2 separate regions of the Mus musculus genome follow, and region 1 is linked to region 2. Evidence: chromatin contacts called from public Hi-C data. All regions are on one chromosome and are shown on one strand. Each heading gives the region's core, a stretch centred on a gene start, on an enhancer-like site or on the middle of the called end of the contact. The rest is flanking DNA. Distances are from core to core; before and after follow the strand shown. Region 1 overlaps Alk (anaplastic lymphoma kinase). Region 2 holds the start of Togaram2 (TOG array regulator of axonemal microtubules 2).

What was found. Hi-C and Micro-C count contacts between places; a contact is called where the count stands out from the background.
Region 1: a Hi-C map of uterus shows a contact between it and region 2, with 4 times the contacts expected there. The contact joins the enhancer-like site here to the promoter of Togaram2 in region 2. A contact is called at or near these places in 2 of 39 promoter capture datasets (the 3T3-L1 cell line and hippocampal neurons), 1 of 484 Hi-C or Micro-C datasets (uterus) and 1 of 9 other capture datasets (embryonic stem cells).

The regions. Positions count from the first base shown.
Region 1 is chr17:72,155,864-72,160,840 of GRCm38.p6, reverse strand. All of the region lies in intron 4 of Alk (anaplastic lymphoma kinase), which reads left to right. Among named protein-coding and RNA genes, the nearest start is that of Gm41613, 29 kb to the right of the region's middle. Within about 2 kb of position 2,405, at least 31 of the 459 cell types and tissues checked have an H3K27ac peak or open chromatin away from gene starts, as enhancers often do.
Region 2 is chr17:71,671,227-71,676,647 of GRCm38.p6, reverse strand. Togaram2 (TOG array regulator of axonemal microtubules 2) reads right to left here and starts at 3,387. Exons shown (of 20, transcript NM_177087.4): 1 at 3,149-3,387.

The sequences.
Region 1 (4,977 bases), core at 1,156-3,655, 490 kb before region 2:
CATAGAGGATAAAGTAGATGAGTTCCTAGCCAGCCTAGTTTCTACTAGACAACAGTCTCCCCACTGAGGATGTAGGACGATGACCATATCCTGGTACTTACAGAACTCCCACCTTGCTATATTTATGAGAATGGTTTGCTGATGTCTTCTCTAATCTATTTCCCCTTTCTGAGGACCACTTTCCCTTCGGAGTAAATGCATATCTATTCATCTATTGCATGTCCCTGAGATACCATACCTCTCTCATTCCCCACGTTTTGGTACCAAAGACAGCCCTATATATTAGAGAAAGTACCTGGGGTCCAAGTTTCAGCTCATCTCCGTTAACCTACCTGTGAGAGTTCACTGTGGCATGACCTATTACATTCAAGATAGCGCATTTGTCATGCTTGGCTATTTGGAATATGAGCAAGCATGAGATTAATACATCATCAATACATCATCTTTGGAAAAACACTTAGAGACTATTGAACTCAATTAATCATTCATTGCATATCTATTAAGGATAAGGCATCACGCCAAGCTTTAAGAATAGAACAAAAGCCAACTAAGATACAGACCTTGTTTTTAAAATGCTCACGCTAACATGATATAAGTGTATAAATAAATAATTTCCATCTTCATTTATTTCCTTTGCATACCCATTCACATAGTTATGCTTCCGCTAATAAGGCATCTTGAATTCTGCTTTCAGCTTTCAGTGGAGCCTTTACAAAACCAAATAATGATGGTCAGTTTGGGATTCTCCTTTATCAACCTTAGCCCTTTTGCTGTTTTCTGTTTTGGGCCCCAGTTTCTTTCTTTCTTTTCTTTCTTCCTTTTCTCTCTTTCTTTCCTTTCTTCCTTTCTTTCTTTTCTTTCTTCCTTTTCTTTCTTTCTTTCTTTCTTTCTTTCTTTCTTTCTTTCAACTTCTGGATATTTCCAACTTTTGCTGCTAATTTTTTATTGGTTATTTTATTTATTTACATTGTGAATGTTATCACCCTTCTCAGTTTCCTCTCCACAAGTCCCCTATCCCCTCCTCCCTTCCCCTGCCTCTATGAGGGTGCTCCCCCACCTGCCTACCCACTCCTGACTCAGCAACCTAGTGTTCCCCTATCCTGGGTCATCCAGCCTCCACAGAACCAAGGGGCTCCCCTCCCAGTGATTCCAGATAAGGCCATCCTCTTTGGTTGGTGGTTTAGTTGGGCCCCACTTTCTATCCTAGAGAACATGAGGGCTGAGTTGGCTAAAGTGGCACCCTCTACCCTGCTCTGTTAAGTCAAACTAATGACCTTACATAGATAACAGCCTTCTGTCACAGAGGGAGGCCAGGCTGAGATTAGTGTGCCACCAACTCTCTCTTCTGCAGAATCTACCTAGTCTTCCTATTTGCAACACTGTGGTTATAAAGTTTTCCTGTGACTGAACACTTTAACGTTCTCCCTACAGAGCACTGTTAGCAAAGTGAAGGTGGAGGAAATTACGGAGGGTTAGATTGTTAGACATCATTGTTTTTCCGTTCTTGGCTTTCCAACCAACCTCAGTGAAATGTATGAAATATGATCATGAAGGCTATCTGGAATATTCCCAATAGTATCTTGCCCAAGCCAACCCCACTGCTTCAAAGTCATCAGTCATACCAGGGAAACTGCTTGACATGGCCTGAGCTAATGTTGTTTTGCTCCGGCGCTGCTGTGATTAATTAGACTTTTAGGAGAGCTGGTGAGTCATTCGTGTTCCAGTCTCAGTTTGGGGGTTAGGGATTGACCCCAGCATCCTGCTGAATATAGTAGTTGATGAAACACTACTTATATAACAGGAACCAGGCACCCAGTGGAGCAAGTGACAGACTATTAAAGAGCAAGTAACAGGAACTTTTCAGTTGCCTGAAAAGCAGCCTAAGAGATTGCAGATAATGTAACTGTTCACATGGCACATATTGATAGCACCTGCTTTGTTCCAAACACCTGTCCTGGAGTTATCTAGAACTGTATGTGGGTTGGTTATAGTTGCTGCTGTAGAGGTGACATCCATAAGGCAGGTAGAATGTGAAGGGTCGTGTGTGTGTGTGTGTGTGTGTGTGTGTGTGTGTGTGTGTGTGAATGTCTGTATGTGTGTGTGTGTGTATCTGTATGTGTCTGTATGTGTGTGTGCATGTGTGTGTGTGTGCAGGTGATACATAACTCGAGACCAACAAGTAAAAAGCAAATGAACTGAACAAAGAAGATGAAATAATTCCAACCACACAGAGCCCTCACATTTGCCCTCGGTATGACCTCCAGGAACAAACACAAGGTGGCAGAGGGTGGGACAGATGCATGGGCTGTGAGCTCTGGATCTGGCCCTGTATTTGTGGCCCTGATTATGTCCCCAAACAGCGTCCTGTGGTTCATAATGCAGTGTTGAGCAAGCTGACTGGTATGTGGTGGGTGTTGCAGAAGTGTTTCTTCACCATCTGCTGAGGCACCAAATCATGTGAGGAATGGCCAAACGGATAGCATCAACTCTGTTTTCAGGTGGAGAACTTGAGTCTCCAACCAGTTAAATAAATTGCATGATGTCATGGAGCTGTTAAGCTGAAGGCTCAGGACTGGCCACTGTCGGCTGCCTGGGTGTTGTGCCCGGTGGCCACACAGTTCACATCTTCATGGATAAACCTGTTCAAGTACAGTCACTTCCCCCCATGGAAGTGTGAGGTTTCAAATAGTTAAAGCTTAACAAATACAATGACATGATGTGTTCTCACAGATTGGGGCCTTGGGGTCAGGGTGGGAGATGACTCAGTCAGTTAAGGACTTGCCACATGAGCCTTGCTTTGATTCTCAGAACCCGCATAAAAGCCAGGCATGGTAGCACAGGCTTTCAGTCCCATCTCGGGGTAGGAGAGACACCAGACCCTTGGGGTGAACGGGCCTGGCAGCCCAACCTACTCAAGCTGCAATTAGCGAGCCTGTCTCAAAAGACAAGGTGAATGGCTTCCGAGGAATGAAGCCTGAGGTTGACCTCTGACCTCCACAGGCAACACATGGACAGGCATGCCTGTGTGTCTGCACTCACATATGCACACACACACACACACACACACTAACAAAACCACAAATAAAAATTAAGCTTTGAAAGTGAGGTATTGGAAAAGTCGCCTCACATCACCATCTAACCAAATCCTGTGCCAAGCCATGGATCAGTTAACTGAAGGGCCTGTACATCTGTCCCACAACCTGCTTTCTCCTTACACTCAACTGCTGCTCTTAGAGCAGCCAGGAGCCCCTGGGAAGTAACCAGGCAACCACCCGATGTGGAAATCTGTTTATTTCAGTTCTTTCTGAGCGACAACCCTAGACCAGCAGTTCTTAGAAATCCAATTTTTGTCTTTTGCTTTTTGATGACTCTAAAGTTCATGAAGTTAGAGTATTGGTTTTTAATTAATTCAGCGTTCCACAAGTGCCGACTTCAGCTCTGCTTACTGCGGGAGCTTTTCCCTCTATGCTCCTGGAAAGTGCATATAGACCAGGGGGGGTTGACATTATTTTTGTCATTGTTATTCTTTTAGGACTCCACTTTGGAAAAACTTACAATTTAAAAGTTGCTGTCAATTAATTCCATAGGCCGTTGATTAAAGCTTTACTTTTTTCCATTAAATGAAAATTAAATTAAGCTCATTATTGTATTAGGCAGTCATTGATTGGACCCACTTTGGATTTAATTAAATGCTACTATTCATTATTTCCTCCTCTGTAGTGCTTTTTAATTTCCTTTGGTATATAATTTGAGGGTAACAACAATATCAGCAAATTATCCCTCATAAATAGTATGAAAGGGGGAAGATACACAAACACTATGGCGGCAGTGTGAAGGCACTTGCTCATCATCTTTAATGTGGTGTTGGCCTGTTTCTCGGTGAATAGGTTTTCCATGTTGCTGCCTTGTGATAAGTCAGGACATGCTCCTATCTCACCTAAGCCGCTCAGATGTGTGCTAACTTCAAGCTGTCCCTGATCCTAAAAATATGCTGACCCTGATTATATATAAAATTATTGTAACCCTGATAATATGATCCAGGGGGTAGGTGTTTGGATTGGAGTCTAAGGACATCATCAAGGAAAGATTGAAAATGCTCAGACATTCATTTCCTTTTCTCTGTGCTCATTTCTTGGCAGTCTCCTGGGTCCTGAAATTGCACAGAGTGAGAATAGAACCTGGGCGTCTGTCCTTCTGGCACTGCTATTCTGGAAGAGTGCATGTGACATAATACATACCAACCTTCATCTTCCAAGGAAATAACATCCTCCATTATTGCCCTGGCACCTGGGCTCATTCTCTGGAAGTCTACACTTTAAGTGTATGGTGTGCCCTATACTATCCTGCTCTGCATGTATAAAAATGTATATTTTTACCATTGGGATCAATGGTAAAACAAATGTGGAATGACACCATTGAGCTCAGTAATGCAGGCACCTTCTGTCTCCACCTCTCCAGCCAGGATCAATGTGAAAAGTCCCGGGAGGATCACACTGAGCTGTGGTTGCCCTGAAGCTCATGTTACATATGGTAAAGGGTTCAGATTGTGACCAGTCAAGCTAGTTTAGTGTTTATAGCCAGCTCATGAGATGCAGTCACCATAAGTGGGGCCTAAAAATTGTCAAGGAGGCAACCATTTTATTACAAGCTATAGTTCTAGAGACAATGGTTCGTGATCAGGAACTAAACAAAAATGCCCAAGGGTTAGATATGTGTGTGTGTGTTATATGTGTATGTGTATATGTATATACATATAACATATGTATATATGCAACTGGGCAGGACCCCAACTGAAAAAGGAAAGGAGACAGACAACTACCTGTCATTCAGAGGAAGCCTGGCTTTCATGTACAAAATCCTAAAATGTAAAAATAGGCCAAGAAAGAAAGTTGAAGCATCAAATTGTCAATGTATCAAGCCTCTTCAGATTAAAAAGAGATTTTGATATCCTTCTGATAGACTTTCTTTAAAGTATAT
Region 2 (5,421 bases), core at 2,138-4,637:
GCTAAGTTGCTGAGGGCTCTTCTTAGGATGCTCCCGCAGAGCCGAGGAAGAACAAGCTCTCTCGTCCCTTCTTGTGGGGCACTCGCACCTCATGGGGTCCCCACTGTCACGACCTTTGAACTTAATGACACCCATGAAGGCCCTCCTCTAGCACTGATTTATGGGGGAGGGGTATCAGCCATTCAGTATGAACTTCAGAGGGCACACAGTATCCAGTCATAAATGCAAACACAAGGCTACTGGGAGCCAATGTCTATCCCTACCTCTGCAGATATGGGGTGGTCATCAGCTAGCAAGGCCTCAGTGAAAAGAGGGGAATCTTCTTTCTCCGGCTCCCATTAAAACCTCCCCCCCCCCGCCCCTCAATGGTCACCAGGACACAAGTCCTGTATGGTTTGACCTTGGCCATCTCTGAGACTCAAATTATCCAGCTGTAGTCCACGGGCGTGGGCTGGTTCCCAGAGGCTCAGGGGAGAGTCAAAGGGGATGAAACATTGGTCCAGGTGAAATCAGAGCCACTTGCTTCCACTAATCCATCTGAGGGCCTACCTGGCACATCCAGGACTCTCCTCCTCACAGCTCCTCAGAAAGGTCTAGCAAGACCCTCAGGGAACTTCTGGCTTCAGCTTTGTTCTTTTCCCAAAGGCCCGTCATGAGAAAGCAAACTGTTGCACTAACAAGATGGCTCAGAGGATCCGCGTTCTTGCGGCACAAGCCTGACAGCCTTAGGTCAATCCCCAGAACCTACAACGTGAGGAACGAACTGACTCCTGTAAATTGTCCTCCGTCCTCTGCTCATGTGCCGAGGCACAATGGCGCATGTACAATATACACACACACACGCAATAACAGTCATAAATGAAATTTTTAAAGGAGAATATCAACCATCCTAGCAGGGACCCATGGCCACAGGGCGGCTATTACCTGGGAGAAAGTCATTGTATTCTAACCTTGCATTGAAGGGAAATCCCAGGGTGAGGAAGAAGGTGGGGGGGGGGGAGGGGCGAGAATCAAAGGGTTTGAAAGAGGCCACATGGAAATTGCAGCTTCCAGACAGCTGCCCTGGAGACCAGGCCCGAAACTCAAAGACTAACAGGACAGAAGTAACAGCACTGGCTGGAGACTGGCCCTCCAGCAGGAAGAGCAGGAGGAAGATAGCAGCCCAGAGCCTGTACACAGGGTGGGGTTACCCTCCCACCCCACCCCACCCCCAACCTCCCACCCTCAACCCCGTGACCAGAGAAATGCTAGAAACATGGTGCGCCCACTGCTCTACAAAGACTGGTGTGCGTCAAGATGAGATGGGGTCCCCATGCTGGCATGAGTGGAGAGCGACGGGAACCCGTGCTGACCGTAAGCAAGTTGCACACGGTCCTTCACCTGGACTCTGGCCTGTGTTCTCTATCAAAGCTCAAGGTGCATGAGCCCCAGGCCAGCAGCTCCACCCAAGGTGCACGCGCCCCGGGCCAGCATCTCCGCTCCTGGGTGCCCACCCACACTAGATCTTGTGCGTCCGCTCCGGGGAGAAGCATAAGAACGTTCACAGCAGCCAGGAGCTGGCTAGCCGCCGAATCTGGAGGCAATCCAAATGTTCACCGGGGAAATGGAAGGATGTGTTGCGCGGAAGGCTCGTCGTCGGGAGACAGGGCAATGAAAATAAAGGATTGCTATATTTACTGTGCCACAGATGACCACAGCGGTAAGTTCAGTGGAGGAAACCCCCCTCCTCCTCCCCCCCCCCCCCCAATGACTGACTATGGCACTGTTTACCAAGCACCTGAAGGAAGGCGAGCATGAACTGGATCCTTGGGAACACATAAATGGGTGGTAGGGCTTTGTACTAAAAGAAGAAGAAACTAGGAGAGTAATAAGCCCTATTCGGGAGGTGGCTGTGATAAGGACAAAGAGGTCCCATGGGCTGGTCTGCCATGGTCAGAGGCCCCGGCAGCACTCCTTTTTATAGCTGTCCCAGAACCCGGTTGTGAATCACAAACAGTATACCTTACTGCCTGACAATGGTGGCCCTCGGGAATGATGGGACGATATGCCTTGAAAAGCAAGTCTCATTAGAGCCTAGGTCATATCCTCCCGTCTCCAGTCCTCCTCCACATTCTCCTGCTTCGGATCTGCTGCTCCCTGGACTGAACTCCAGCCAGTTGTGAGAACAATGTAGGACTAAGATGACCTGGCTATGGGCCTGTCACTCCCCCCACCTAGGACCAGAGGCCAGCATGGTCCATGGCTACCACACTGACGCCCAGACAGATAGAAGCTCTCTTCACCCTTTACGCTTCTGAGGAAGAATGAGGCCTTCTGAGGGCAGGCACAGTGGCACACCTGTGATCACAGCGCTCTGGAGAGACAGGGGTACCAGAAGTTCAAAGCCATCTTCAGTGACCTAGCAACTCCCAGGCCAGCCTGCGCTACCCTGCCTCACAAAAGACAAACGGAAAATAAACAGTCACCCTTCCAAATCCCCTCCCATCAGTGTGGGCCTCGTTCTGGATGGTAGCCAGTAGAACCACAGTGTTAGGAGACCAAAATCAATCAAGCAAGAAACACGCCGATCTCCACTTTCTTGGCGGCACAAGAACAAAAGTTCCACGCTGGCCTTGGGCTGGCCAAGTGCCCACCTATCTCCACCCTCAAAACCAGGGACAGGAGAGCTTTTACATACAAGGAAACTGAGACTCAGAGGTGCAAACGCCAGCCCCATAGTCCAGTAAGTGTGTCTGGTGTCAGAATTCAAACCCAGAGCAGAATCTTTCCAAACCTTCACTGTAACTCGGTGCTCTAGTCCCCAAGCTTAGGACTGTCCCCACTCCTGCCAGCACCATCGTTCTCAGCACCCGCAGGGAATTTAGCCCAGAGGAGCAGAACCAACCATTGCCAAGGGTCACTACCCTGGGGAAGGGAGCAGCCCAGAGCAGCCCTCTTCCTAGACTCATACCAGCCAGCCAGCAGCATGTCTGGCCTCATTCAGAGAGACCCAGAGAGAGGCAGAGATCTCCTACTGTGACACGGCTTCCCTCTCCCCTCACTATGCTCTTTTTGCTTGCTTCAAGTTCAGATCTCCTCCTTCAAAGGATTTCGAAGGCTTGGCCCTCCCATCCAAACAGCTCGGTGAGCGAACGCCAGTATCTCTCACCTCTCCATCCAGAGGCCAATCCCCTGTCAGTGGAGGAATCCAGGGTCCTTAGTCTCTCTGGAAACAATGCTGTCCCTGCACAGAGGGAGGCAAGGGTAGGGCATCACCCACCTGGCCTGCCTTGGCCCAGGGCCAGCTTAGGAGGCCTAGGCCACGGCCTTCTGTCCAAGCAGGTACAAGAAAGCCCACAGCCGCGGCTGGCACACTCCTGCTCTCTGCCAGGCTCCTCTTGAATAAACACGGCTGCATGGCAACCGCTCTCTGAAGGAGCCCAAGTCCCTGTGTGGAGGAGAGAGAGAGAGAGAGAGAGAGAGAGAGAGAGAGAGAGAGCACTAAGACTTTTCCCCTCGGCCTCATTTCCCCCGTGGCTTCCCCCGGTGCTGGGCACGCCCCAGAGGCCAACCTGTCCTCTAGGGCCACAACAAAGCATGGGGGAGGGATAATGCACGAAAGCATCCCAGAGCCAGCTGGGATCCACTGGGTAGTGGCTGCGTCAAGAAATGTACAGCAGACTGAGGCAGGAGCCATAGGAAGGTGATCCTATGCACACGGCCTCTAGGCCCCAGAGGCCTCTCTGCTCATCAGCTTGCCTCCGTAGGCAAAAGGCCAGGTAGGGGCAGGCAGCAAGCAGAGCCGGGTCTGACCTCGATTTTGCTGTTGCTGTTTTACGCTCTATGACCAGGGCTTAACCTTGCTCAGCCTCAGTTTCCCTCATCTATAAAATGGTACTGCCAGGAAGAAGCACAGCGTTTGTCCAGAACAGAATAGGCCCTCTGTTTATCTCCACAGAGATATTTTTGTAGCCGAAAGCCAAACATTTGGGAACTCTGAAGTCTCTGTGTGTGCTTCCTCGAGGAGCCCCTCCGTGCACCGGTGTGTCATCCCCTCAGATAGCAACTGTTCCTGCCTCTTGCCCTGCCCTCTCTTGACCCTCTCCAGCCCACCCTCCAAGGCATACAGGGGAGGAGCACACAGCTTTTCAAAGCACCACTTGCCCAAACACTAAGGGTTTTTTTTTTTTTTTTTTTTTAGGCAACCCCTCCAACTTCTCAGCGAGGAGTCCGCTCGGCAGACACAGGAATACGGAGCGGAGGAGTCTGGAACAGGCTGCCTCACTCCCAGGAAGCCTAGCTGCTGAATAAATGCATCCAGTACAACGCTTTCCTCTCTGTGGTCCATGGGGACCATCCAGAAGCCTCTCTAAGGAGCAAGCTCCAAGAGCAAGCGAGGCCACTAGTGGCCTGCCAGTAAGAATGGAAAACCAGGAGAGGGGCGCGCACACGCCTTTGATCCCAGCACTCGGAAGGCAGAGGGGGGAGGATCTTTGAACTTGAGGCCGGCCTGTTCCAGGACGGCCGGACTACAAGAGGAAACCCTGTCTCAAAAAAGAAAAAGAAAAAGAAAAAAGTACTAGCTATCTACCTGTAGAGAGCAGTGGTCCCACCAGAGGGCGCCAGCAGGGTCCTCTGAGGGAGAAGCTGACTGCTACCAAATTCCTGAGCCTGGGGGCCCTCCTCCAGAGTCCAGGGGACATGCAGAGAGCACAGGCTGCCCCGGGAGGAACTGAGCGACCAGATAGATGGTTTACTACCCACACAGGGCTGTATCCCCTCCACAGTAACTCCTTCCCTCTTCTTTTCTTTTTCTTTCTTTCTTTTCTTTTCTTTTCTTTCTTTTTTTTCTCTCTATGTAGCCCCCTGGCTGCCCTAGAACTTTCTATGTAAGTAACTCTGTCCTAGAACTTTCAATGTAACCAGCCTCTTCTAGAACTTTCTCTGTAGCCCTGGTTGGCCTGGAACTCTTTGTGAAGACCAGGCTGGCCTTGAACCCACAGAGAAACGCATTCGTACCTTCCTCCTGAATGCTAAGACTTAAAGGTGTGCACCATCATGCCAGCCTCACAGAAAGTTCTGTAGGAACACTTGAAATAAATTAAGTAAACAGCTTAAAGATGTAGATTCACAAGCTCTCCGACACATTCAGGGACTCCCTCCACCTCCGAAACCTCTCAGGAAGATCTCTGTCACTTCCCAGGTTGGCAACTGTAGTCAGTGGAAGACATGTCAGTTCTGACCCTATGCCGTGGTTCCCAACCTTCCTAAAGCTGCTGTGACCCTTTAAAGCAGCTCCTCATGTTGTGATGACCCCCCCAACCATAAAATTATTTTCACTAATACTTCATAACTGTAATTTTGCCTCTGTTATGAATCGTAATGGAAATATCTATGTTTTCTGGTGACTTCTGTGAAAGGGTCCTTTGAGCTGCCCAAAAG